Linked DNA regions of Mus musculus: region 2 is linked to region 1. The links are chromatin contacts, called in public ChIA-PET maps. All regions are on one chromosome and are shown on one strand. Each heading gives the region's core, a stretch centred on a gene start, on an enhancer-like site or on the middle of the called end of the contact. The rest is flanking DNA. Distances are from core to core; before and after follow the strand shown.

Evidence for each region. ChIA-PET counts read pairs in DNA pulled down with a chosen protein or histone mark.
Region 2: an RNA polymerase II ChIA-PET map of effector CD8 T cells shows a contact between it and region 1, with 5 read pairs. The contact joins two enhancer-like sites. A contact is called at or near these places in 3 of 115 datasets of contacts at active chromatin or transcription factors (CD8 T cells, effector CD8 T cells and memory CD8 T cells) and 1 of 9 other capture datasets (embryonic stem cells).

The regions. Positions count from the first base shown.
Region 1 is chr10:66,861,080-66,866,714 of GRCm38.p6, reverse strand. No RefSeq gene overlaps it. Among named protein-coding and RNA genes, the nearest start is that of Gm31416, 30 kb to the right of the region's middle. Within about 2 kb of position 2,049, at least 239 of the 459 cell types and tissues checked have an H3K27ac peak or open chromatin away from gene starts, as enhancers often do. A contact at or near this core is called in CD8 T cells, effector CD8 T cells and memory CD8 T cells, where this site is marked.
Region 2 is chr10:67,494,278-67,499,402 of GRCm38.p6, reverse strand. Gm32255 (a long non-coding RNA gene) reads left to right here. Exons shown (of 4, transcript XR_380523.3): 2 at 917-1,014; 3 at 1,326-1,425; 4 at 1,624-3,044. Among named protein-coding and RNA genes, the nearest start is that of Gm40679, 6.3 kb to the left of the region's middle. Within about 2 kb of position 2,077, at least 20 of the 459 cell types and tissues checked have an H3K27ac peak or open chromatin away from gene starts, as enhancers often do. A contact at or near this core is called in CD8 T cells, effector CD8 T cells and memory CD8 T cells, where this site is marked.

The DNA of each region.
Region 1 (5,635 bases), core at 800-3,299:
GTCAGTAAGACAGTTCATGTCTCCGATAGTCTTCTCCTTCTATCCAGCTCTGCAGTGGGAGACACGAAGATCAGAGTTGAAGTGAGGAAAGATGAGGCACACTTTACCCATGTCTCCATCACTGAACATGCTATCAAGCATGTAACTAGGGAAACACATGATCCCTCACCCTCACTACATATAACGACATGTTTAATTCAGGCACTATTTGTTTTTACAGATTTATCACTTTTTTTTAAAAGATTTATTTATTTTATTTATATCCATACATTGTAGCTTTCTTCAGACACACCAAAAGAGGGCATTGGATCTCATTACAGATGGTTGTGAGCTACCATGTGGTTGCTGGGAATTGAACTCAGGACCTCTGGAAGAGCAGTCAATCTTCTTAACCACCGAGCCATCTCTCCAGTCCAGATTTATTACTTTTGTTTTGATGATGATGATGATGGTGATGATGGTGGTGGTGGTGGTGGTAGTGTGTGTGTGTGTGTGTGTGTAGCAGCTGGGGTGGGGTGGGGAGTTGCACACATAAGTCAGGTACCTGTGGAGGCTCAAGTGGACATTAGATCCTCCGAACCAGAGTTACAGGGATCTGTGAGCTGCCTTATGTGGTGCTGGGACATAGACTCCAGTCTTCTGCAAGAGCAGTGCCTGCTTTTAACTGCTGAGACATCTGTCTTTACAGTTACGTTTCTTAGAAGAGACTAATGGGAGGGGGAGGGGATATGGCCTATGCTGTTCCTCGTGCATACTTGTTTGAAAAATGTCCTTCTATAACACAGTGCAATGCATTTGTGGCTATCTGAGGTTTGCTGTGGGGCCATCCCAGACTATTTGTAAGTTCTAGGCCAATGAGAAGTCTTGTCTCAAAGGGAAAAGAAAAACCCCAAGAAATTGTGAATGATACCCAAGGTCTTCTGGCTTTCACATGCACTCACAGTCACACACATACCCCCCTCCACGAACACATGCATGCACACATACACATGCACACACAGATTTGCAAGTTAAAAAAAAAATCTGAATTCTACCACCTCATAGGTCCCCAAGAAAAGACAGCGATAGTAGTGTTCACGACAGATTACTTTCTTGTCCAGTGAAGCATGGCACCTGATGAGTATGAGACCGAAGGACTGTTGAACCTCCTAGATTAGCCTGCAATTGTGAAGGATAGGACTCTAGGGGTGCACTGCAGAAGCCTCCCCTCCCCACTGAGGGATGTTCCAGGAGCCATTCCATGTACTGACAGAATAGCCACAACAAACCCCTTTCCCCTTACTTTGAACTTTGATCTCCAAAAGCCACGTGAATGTGAAGGCTGATTTATGTCAGTGGGTCTTGTGTCGCAGAAGGCGGGTCCAGCCTGGTCCCTGGCACACCACGAAGATTTCCTCCAGCTGTCAATGTGAGAGATGCCTGGGTTAGCTTTTTCTTTTTTCAGAGGACCATCTCCACTCTCACTGAACTGTAGGGGGTGGAGCCAAGAGCGCTCTCACCAGCCCAGTGGGTTGTGATGTGATAGGCATCCTTCCTACATGTTCGCGCAGAGACGTGATTTTACGGAGCTTCCGAGCACACTGAATCCAGTCATGGCATTTCAAGCAGTGTTAAAAAGGAAGAGGTTAGAAGACTTAAATGTGAGGCCAGGCCTCCCAGTTCTGTAGACATCCTTCTATCACAGATTTTACTGTTGTAGCAATATAATCTAACTCTGTTCTCTCTGGCTTAAGAAGGGCAGCCCAGTGCTGGCCAAAGTGATGGGGGAAAATAAGAATTTATAAACCGTTTGTCTCCGTAGTTTCAGCCTCCTGAAATCTGCTGTCCTTCAAAGTACAACCCGATTCAGGCTGAGACCATGAATCCAGCGTGGCTCTGTGTCACACAGTCTACCTTCCCCCCTACAACCCCATTCAAGGTCAGTTATTCATTCCTCCCCAGCAAACAAACAAAAACATTCAAAACCACAGACAGGGAGTAGTGTGATTCAAAAGCCTTGACTGAAGCAGGAAGCCTGTGGCCATCTGTAGAGCAGCCACTTCCTGAAGAGACACACAGCCATGACCCTGTTCCTTGGAAGAGTGGGTGCTGCCTGGGCTTGATAGGAACAATGAGTCAGGCAGGAAGTGGCTGAGGCACGAGGTTTTCTTTGTTGAGAAGGCAAACATGCAAATAAACTGGGAGAAACAGTGTCAGCTCTTTCCAGGGCGCTCAGGGAGGGAAGTTAGAGTTTCACGCACCCTGTACAAAAGTTGCAGTTGCAATCCGATGCCTTTTCCCTTGACAGTGGTGCTACACTGCGGTGTGGTGGTTAATGGTGATTGACAGGATCTAGAATCACGTAGGTGACACACTTTCCTGACCTTTCTACGAGGGAATTTCCAGATCAGACTAATTGAGGTAGTAGCACTACCTAAACTGTAGGTGGCGCCATTCCCTGGCGTCCTAGACCGACTCAAAAAGTGAGTGAGCTCAACACTAGCGTTCATGCATCTCTTCTTCCCGTGTGTATACAATGTATCCAGCCGCCTCAAGCTCCAACCCCATGCCTTGCCTGCTAAGCCGAATAAACTCCCCCTCTGTTGAGATGTTTCTTGGCAAGTATTTGACGAAAAAAGAAAAGCAAAATTGATACAGCTGGAAATGAACCCTAGGCTTTCCTCTATCAAATGCTGGGCGAGTGAACTTGGTATGTGATTAAAAGACTGAGCTGGGGCCTTCATCTGTGAAACTGGCATAGCAAGGCTTTTCTTAGGGGGAGGGGGACTATGCTTTTGTGAGAGATAAATAGGACAAAGAGTGATACTCTGATACAAAGTAAGGAGACAAAATAATCATATTTTTAAGTATTTCACACATAGAGAAGGCCCAGAGAGAATGATACAGTATAGTCACACCCCAGCTTAACTAAGAGACACGACTTCCTCTCTATGTTCTCTCTACTTTTTTCCTTCTTGTAGGTAAACACAGTCCAATATTGACACATGGATTCCCATGGATAGCTTCCCGATTTATATTAAAAGCCATATTCAGCATATTGTTTGGATGTTTCCAAACGTGACAATATGCTCTCTATATTATTACATAGCTGCATTTTGTGATTCAGGATTCTGTCTGTGATGCCAGCCCATGGAGAGACTGAGGCAGGAGGATCAAGAGTTCCAGGTCAGACTGGGCTAATTAAAATCCTATTGGGGGTGGGGGGGAACCCAAGCCAAACCAAATAGAACCAAACCAAAATTCCCTGTTTGAGGATTATTCTTTCTGATCTCTGCAGCTTTGATTCATTTTTACCACGTTTTACCTTTAAGAAGTTTATTTATTTTACGTATATGGTATGAATATTTTCTCCACATGCATGCTGTACTTGTGGAGGCCAGAAGAGTGAGACAGATTCTTTGAAACTGGAGTTACAGCTGGTTTTGGATCACTTAGGTAGGTGCTGGCCATTGAACCTGGGTCCCCTGCAAAAGCAACAAATGCCCTTAGCCACTGAGCCATCTTTCCAGCCTTCATTTGAATTCATGGCATATTTGCTTACTGTCGATGGTGAATATATAGGTAGTTTCATTTTTTTCCCCAAGAGAAATGACATAGTTACGGAAGTTTTTGTGTGCCTTGGTGACCTCAATTTGTAAAACAAAATAAAAATGCTTGCAATTTACACCTCTATCCCTTACCACTACAATTGCAAGAACATTTTCAAGTTTATAAAATGCTTTTAAGTTTATTAATGCTACCACCACAGAGGGTTTTCTACCCTCAACCCTCCATCAATTATAACTCTTTATGCCATGAAATCTCAAAGACTTTCTCACCAAAAGAACGGAAGTACCGTTTGCAGGAGCTCAAAGCCACTTCTTCTGAATCCTTATATTTCAAATAGGGTTTCAGATTCCACTGTTGAAGTTTGTTGAGCCAAAGTCTTACAGTAAAAAAAACAAAACAAAACAAAACAAAAAAACCGAATTCAATTTCCAATTTTCCACCCGGAGGCAAAGAATAGTTCTTGGCGGTAACCATGGCGTTTTCTGTCGGGCCAGTGTGGCTTTTTAGTTATTTTTCCCTGTAATCAAGATTTCCATGGCTGAAGGAATACTTCTTCAGAAGTGAGTGCTCTCACGCCTTGGCGCATTTCCTTGCAATTTTTTACACAGATTGTTTACGTAGTAGGAACCTCATTCTTAGTCCAGCTTCGTGCTCTGCATTTTGAACTTATCATTATAAAGTAGTCTTTTCCCTCTGTGGACTTTTAGTGGCCAAAATTTACCCAGAAAGGAAGTCTGTGCCTCCAAGGATGGTTCTCGGAAATGAAGAAGAAACAACCATTCCAACCCCTTTCATCCCAAGCTGTGGAAGAATGTCTCTTCAGGGTATTTCGTCTGCCCCGCTAACTCCTTGTTAATTGCACCAGTGGACTTCTCTGTTTAGTTTGGTGCTCATAAAGGTGATGACTGAAGTTTTTTAAAAAATGTACAAAATAGATCTCAGCAGTCAGAAGGTCCCCTGCAAGAGGATCCAGCCTCAGTTTTCAGGATCCAGGTCTAGTGACTCACAGCTGCCTGTTATTCCAATTCTGGTGGGTCATGCAATTCTCTTCTGGTTTCCAAGGGCATCTGCACATTAGTGGCACACACACACACACACACACACACACACACACACACACACACACACATGCATGCATGCACACATACATGCACATGTGTGAGCACTTTCATACAATGCACACACACATGCATAAGTAAAATATAACAATTAAAAATGTGTAAAATGTGCTCACAAGTTCATGCTTGTGTGTAACTATAAATGAGTTCATGTGGCTGTGGTCTTACATCCATGTGAGCATGCATGCACACATACACCCACATACACACGTGCACACACACATACACACATTTATACACAGAGACCTGTCCCTTCAGGAAAAGCATCAAAAAGACAAAAACTACCCTGATACTGTTACTGCACTATATAGAAGAGGCAGCTTGACTTTACTCTGACCCTATAGTATGTTCTAAGTCTCTGGCTTCTCCCAGAGAGGGGGGGGAGGTGAAATGATTACTTACAGCAGCTTGTAGCCCAAGTTCATTTGTTGTTGGAGCTAATTATCCATTCCAGATGTTTCCCATCAGTGTAACAAGACAACCTGTAACCATCGCCCATTCTGTTTATGATGAGGCTAATTAGGATGAATTAAACAGATATGAGCTTACAATACAACTAATTACAAGTAATTAAGGTACATGAGCTTTGTGGTATGCACAGAATAACCTCCTCAGAAGCCAGAATCTGGTTGCCTCAGTCTCAGCGAATGTGTTTATAAAATAAGCCAGGCTAGAGCCAAGAAATCTGCCATGAAAATTCTCAATGGTCCATCATCAGCTTTCAAAAGACATCATGGAGAGTTGCTTAGTATTTTAATTCATAAAGTATGTAAGGGGATGAATTTCCCCAGGCAAGGTAGAACCAATCACTGAATCAATTAACTTTGAAGTTACAGAGTAGATTATATTTTGGAAACTTTAAAATGCTTTTGAAGTCATATGAAGAATGAAGCTATTCTCCAGTTGACCCAAATTCATCAAAGTCTCCTTTTCTACCTCTAGAGGTTTGACAATTTCACCCCTGTAGC
Region 2 (5,125 bases), core at 828-3,327, 630 kb before region 1:
GGCATTTCCTCAAGGGAGGCTCCTTTCTCTGTGATAACTCCAGCTTGTGTCAAGTTGACACACAAAACCAGCCAGTACACAAAACAACATCTTTAAAAAAAAAAGTCTGTGAAATGGTGTAAAATGTTGTAAGCTCAGCGAGTCTTGTTCGGTCCATGGGCACCCTAGAGACTGGACCAGGGACAGAGAATTGAGGAAAGACAATGTTAGAAGATTGATGGAGACAGAAGAGAAGAGGCTGAGGTTCCATGAACATCTGGAGGGTGTTTGTCTCAGTCTAATCCTGAAGCCCTCGGCAAAGAGTCTTCAGTAGGGGGTTGACTGTCTCAGTCCATGAAGCACACCTCATGGTACTCATAATGTGACAAGTGTCCTCCACCTCAGAAGGTGTCCCCAATGTTATCAAATAACTGTACTTAATCTGTGTGGAGTGTCCTGTGTAGAGGTGACCATGATAACAGATGACTGTCACAATGGCTCCTCCTACTCTCACGTGTAGTATAGAAAAGTCCAATGAGCGCTTCACATTTTTTTTTAAATTTTATTTTGGGTGCATTGGTGTTCTGCCTGCATGTGTGTCTATGTGAGGGTGTCAACCCCATGAACCTGGAGCTACAGGTCATTATGAGCACACATGTGGGTGCTGGGAATTGGACCGGGATCCTCTGGAGGGAGAGGCCAGTGCTCCCAACCACTGAACCACCTCTCCAGGCTCACGTCACTTTTTGTTTTTGTTTTTGTTTTTTCGAGACAGGGTTTCTCTGTATAGCCCTGGCTGTCCTGGAACTCACTTTGTAGACCAGGCTGGCCTCGAACTCAGAAATCTGCCTGCCTCTGCCTCCTGAGAGCTGGGATTAAAGGCGTGCGCCACCACTGCCCAGCGCTCACGTCACATTTTTATGCCATTTTATTCCAGCTTCAAAATGATCACCAAGGTCGGAAGCCAGCCGGAAAGACGGAAGATATTTGATGAGGTTTCCAAGAAAATTATTCAAATTACGTGTCAGTGCACAGGTAGAATTTTGTTTCTTATTTCGATGCTGAGTGAGATAAGCCAGCCGAGTCTGCTCCTTTTACAACAGCGATTTGGAAACACAGGCATTGTCGTTCAGATCTGGAGTTTCCATGACTGAATGAGGAAATAGTTCAGAAAAGTGGCACTCGCTCTCTGTATCACCCCAAGACCCAATCCTGGTTTCGGGTCTTTGCAGGAGCTGGGTGTCATGACCTTTGAACTTAAATTTCCATTAGCACAAAGGAAAACAAAACAAAACAAACAAAAACAGAAGATGAGAACAACATTTTTTTTCTGAAACTTACTGTAGGACCACAAAAATTTTGTGACAAGCAAGAACCAAACCCCGCGTATCTCACCAATTCGGAAGCGTCCACTAACCACACTCTGCAGAGGCACCCTCTATGTTGGTAAGCTATTTTAACCAGATTCCAGAGCTGCCATCAAAAGCTCTTGAACTTGATGTCCTGCCAGATGAGACAAGTGACCAATTCGATGGCTATCCTTCCTCTGTTCCGAGGTTTGCAAACGATTAATATCTCAGCTGTCAATATGAAATTCTGCTGCGTTTGACTTCCCTTTTCTCTTTTTTTTTCTTTCTTTTTTAGAAATTGATGACTAATTCCATCAAAGCATTGATGAGGCCCAGTTCTAACAGTCTGTTCGTATCTACTCCATGAGTGACACATCTGGAGATTTTCCACTGCCTGAAAGCTGCCTCGCGCCTAACCATGTTTTTCTATGGGTCTCGTGTGAAGAAGAATCTCCATTGGGTGAACGAGTTGACAGCGTTGCATGAGAACCTTGGCGTCTGATATTCACACCTGCTTGTGAAACAAACTACCGAGTGTTTCAATTACCCTCTGACCTTAGAAAAATGGAGGCTTCTAATTTGAGCTGTTGCTAGTCTTAAGCAAACAGCTTCTGCAGTTTTACACAACACTCTTGCTAGCCAAAGGAAGAAAAGTGTTGAGGTTTTTTTTTTCCCCCTGTGTGCAAAAGTTAGAAACAATTTTCACTTTCATTTCAGACTATGAAAGCCGAGTCACAGCCATAGCCACCCTCATTGAGATCTAGTTCTACCTGCATCGGCAGGGTTACTCTTCATGTGCGTCAGAGTAGAACCCATCACTGGTTCTGGATTCCAGTGGAAAGGTATGAATTAAAGTAAGCAGGGGCCATAGCGATGTGGCCAGCAAAGTTCTTGCTCAACAAGCATGCTCACCAAGTTCAAAGCCAACACCTATATTTAAAAAACTGGGACCAAGCATTCTGGAGCATGACTTTAACCCCTATACTCAGAAGATAGAGGTAGATGTTATCTCTGTGAGTTTAAGGTCAACCTGCTCTACATATGGAGTTCCAGGACAACCCGGGACTACATAGAGGGACCCTGCCTCAAACAAACAGAAATAACGACAAACAAGACATGCCAGCCCTGGGGCTGGAGAGATGAGTCTTCAGTTTAGAGCACGGGCCTCTCTCACATAGGACTTGGGTTCCATTCTAGCATCACTACGGCAGCTTACAACCACCTGTAACTCTAGTTCCAGGGACTCTGACGCTCTCTCCTGGCTCCTGCAGTAACCAGGATCACATGTAGTACACATGTATACATGTAGGCAAAACATTCATAAAGTAAGCAAATGATTTGTAAAATTCAAAGTGAGTCGTCAGAGTCCTGTGAACCTGTAGGGTCAGTGTTGGAGAGGCAGAGATAGGTTAGACCCTGGGTCTTGGTAGGTAGCTGGTCTAGCCAACACAGGAAGCTCCTGACTTATCGAGAGAGCCTGTCTCAATGCATAAGAGGGGTGGGTACTGCCAAAATGGCCGATCAGGTAAAGGGGTTTGTCACCAAGCCTGAGGGCCTGCGCTGGATCCCCAAGACACACATGATGGAAGAAGAGAAACAGCCCCCCCCCCCAAGTTATCCTCTGACTACCCTATAGCATGAGTACACCTACATTTATTCATGTACAAGCAAATAAATATAATAAACAATTTTAATAAAGAAAAAGGATGGAAAGCAGTTGAGGGAAATACCTATTGTTGACCTCTGACCTCTGCATGCTTGCCTTCCCATGTTCTAGTATATCTGCACATACACATGAAACTCTTTCAAAGTGGCTGTTCGTTTAGTCTTGGGCAGTGATCTCTTTTTAGTAAACACCATGTCTTGAAGATCTAGTTAAACTGGAATTTACTAGCCCAGTGGGCAAGGAGAATGTATTGCCAATTGGAAACAAAACCGTGCACACCGAAGCATTTCTGACCAGAGTGTGTCAGGATTGCAGTCTTCCTTTAACAGTGTGAAGTCAACCCTGCTCTGCACTCACCAGGACTGACAGGCAAATGTCAGCAGATGCAGTTACGGAAACCCTGAAATACCTCTGGTCCAGTGACCTTGGGACCGTTAAACTCGGTAGGCACTCAAACTCAGTAGGCACTCAGTAGCGTCTCAAAGTATCAATAATGGATTCTTGAGAAAGGATTATTGATAGCCAGGCAGTGGTGGCGCACGCCTTTAATACCAGCACTTGGGAGGCAGAGGCAGGCAGAATTCTGAGTTCGAGGCCAGCCTGGACTACAGAGTGAGTTCCAAGACAGCCAGGGATACACAGAGAAACCGTCTCGAAAAAACAAAAACAAAACGAACAAACAAAAGAATATTGAACCAGCTGAGTTTTGTTTTGTTTTGTTTTGTTTTTGTTTTCACTTTTTCAGAAAAAGCAAGGGAAACCAGTTGCCATCAGCATAGTTACTAATAAATAATAAAACTAAGAAGGCAGACATTGCGTTAAATAGATGTGTATAGGTTACTTTCCAGGTGGGTGGAGTCAGTGGGAGGATGTCCTCCAAGGCTTACAGATACAGCAGTTACTAAGTAATTTTAGAACAAGTTGAGACTTAAGGAATTTTCTGTAGATAAACATAAAGAGTTCACATGGACTCTGCTCCCTCTAACTCTGGCGAGAGCATAGGGTTATCAGTTGATGAGCCAGTGCCAAGACAGTTTTATAAGATCCATATTTTAGATTAGGCTTTCTTCCATGTGTGGTTCTGTTGATTCGTATCATAGATCCTTTCTTTCTCTCTCTCTCTCTCTCTCTTTCTCTCTTTCTTTCTTTCTTTCTTTCTTTCTTTCTTTCTTTCTTTCTTTCTTCCTCTCTCTCTCTCTCTCTCTCTCTCTCTCTCTCCTTCCTTCCTTCCTTCCTTCCTTCCTTCCTTTCTTTCTTTCTTTCTTTCTTTCTTTCTTTCTTTCTTTCTTTCTTTCTTTCCTTTCTAAACCAGATTGCATTGTACCCGTTGTTTTGAGACAGGGTCTCATCTAGCCCTGGCTGACTTTGAACTCACTAGTAGCTAAAGATCACCTTGACTTCCTGATCCTCCTGCACCTTTCAAGTAATGGGATTAGATGCTTTCTTCTTTAAAACCAAATTTTATATTTGCCACTTCATCTTATTATTTTATACATAGAGCAAAGACTCCTAGGTAGATATAGTAAGAGACAATGTCTGTAGTTTTAAATACTTTGACTGGAAATAATTTCTCAGTTTCTAATTTGGGTTCAGAGTTGGCCAAAAGGAAATCCTGGGCAGTTCTAGAAAAAAAAAAGGGGACTCCAGAGAGTAGGGTCAAAACCTGTCCCAACTTTTGAGTCTTCAACAACCACTCAAATGGGTCCAATGTGCCCCCTGAGGGCCATGGGCAGGCAGCTCAAGGTAGCGCAGCCCAACATGAAACCATAAACTTCCTTAAATCCTGTGTTCCTGTGTGTTAAGTTCAAATCTGATTACCAGCAATTAAAAATAAGAACATTTCACACAGAGAAATGTGCCCAGCTGCCTCAGCTCTTGGGACCATGCTTGCCCCACCATAATGAACTATATTGCTTTGAACCACAACCCACCATGCTTGGCCTCAGAGGACCTTAGCCCAGTTAGGAAAATCTCAGCCCTGGGGGTTTTAATGGAATACTCTGTCTGTGAGTGAGTAGCTTAAGGTAGTTGTTGTTGTTGTTGTTGAAAGTTTTGACAAGTTACTGGAGAGAGGGGTCAAACGTTCTCTTTGCCTATCAGACTTAGCATAAAACAGGAGAAAAACAGAAAC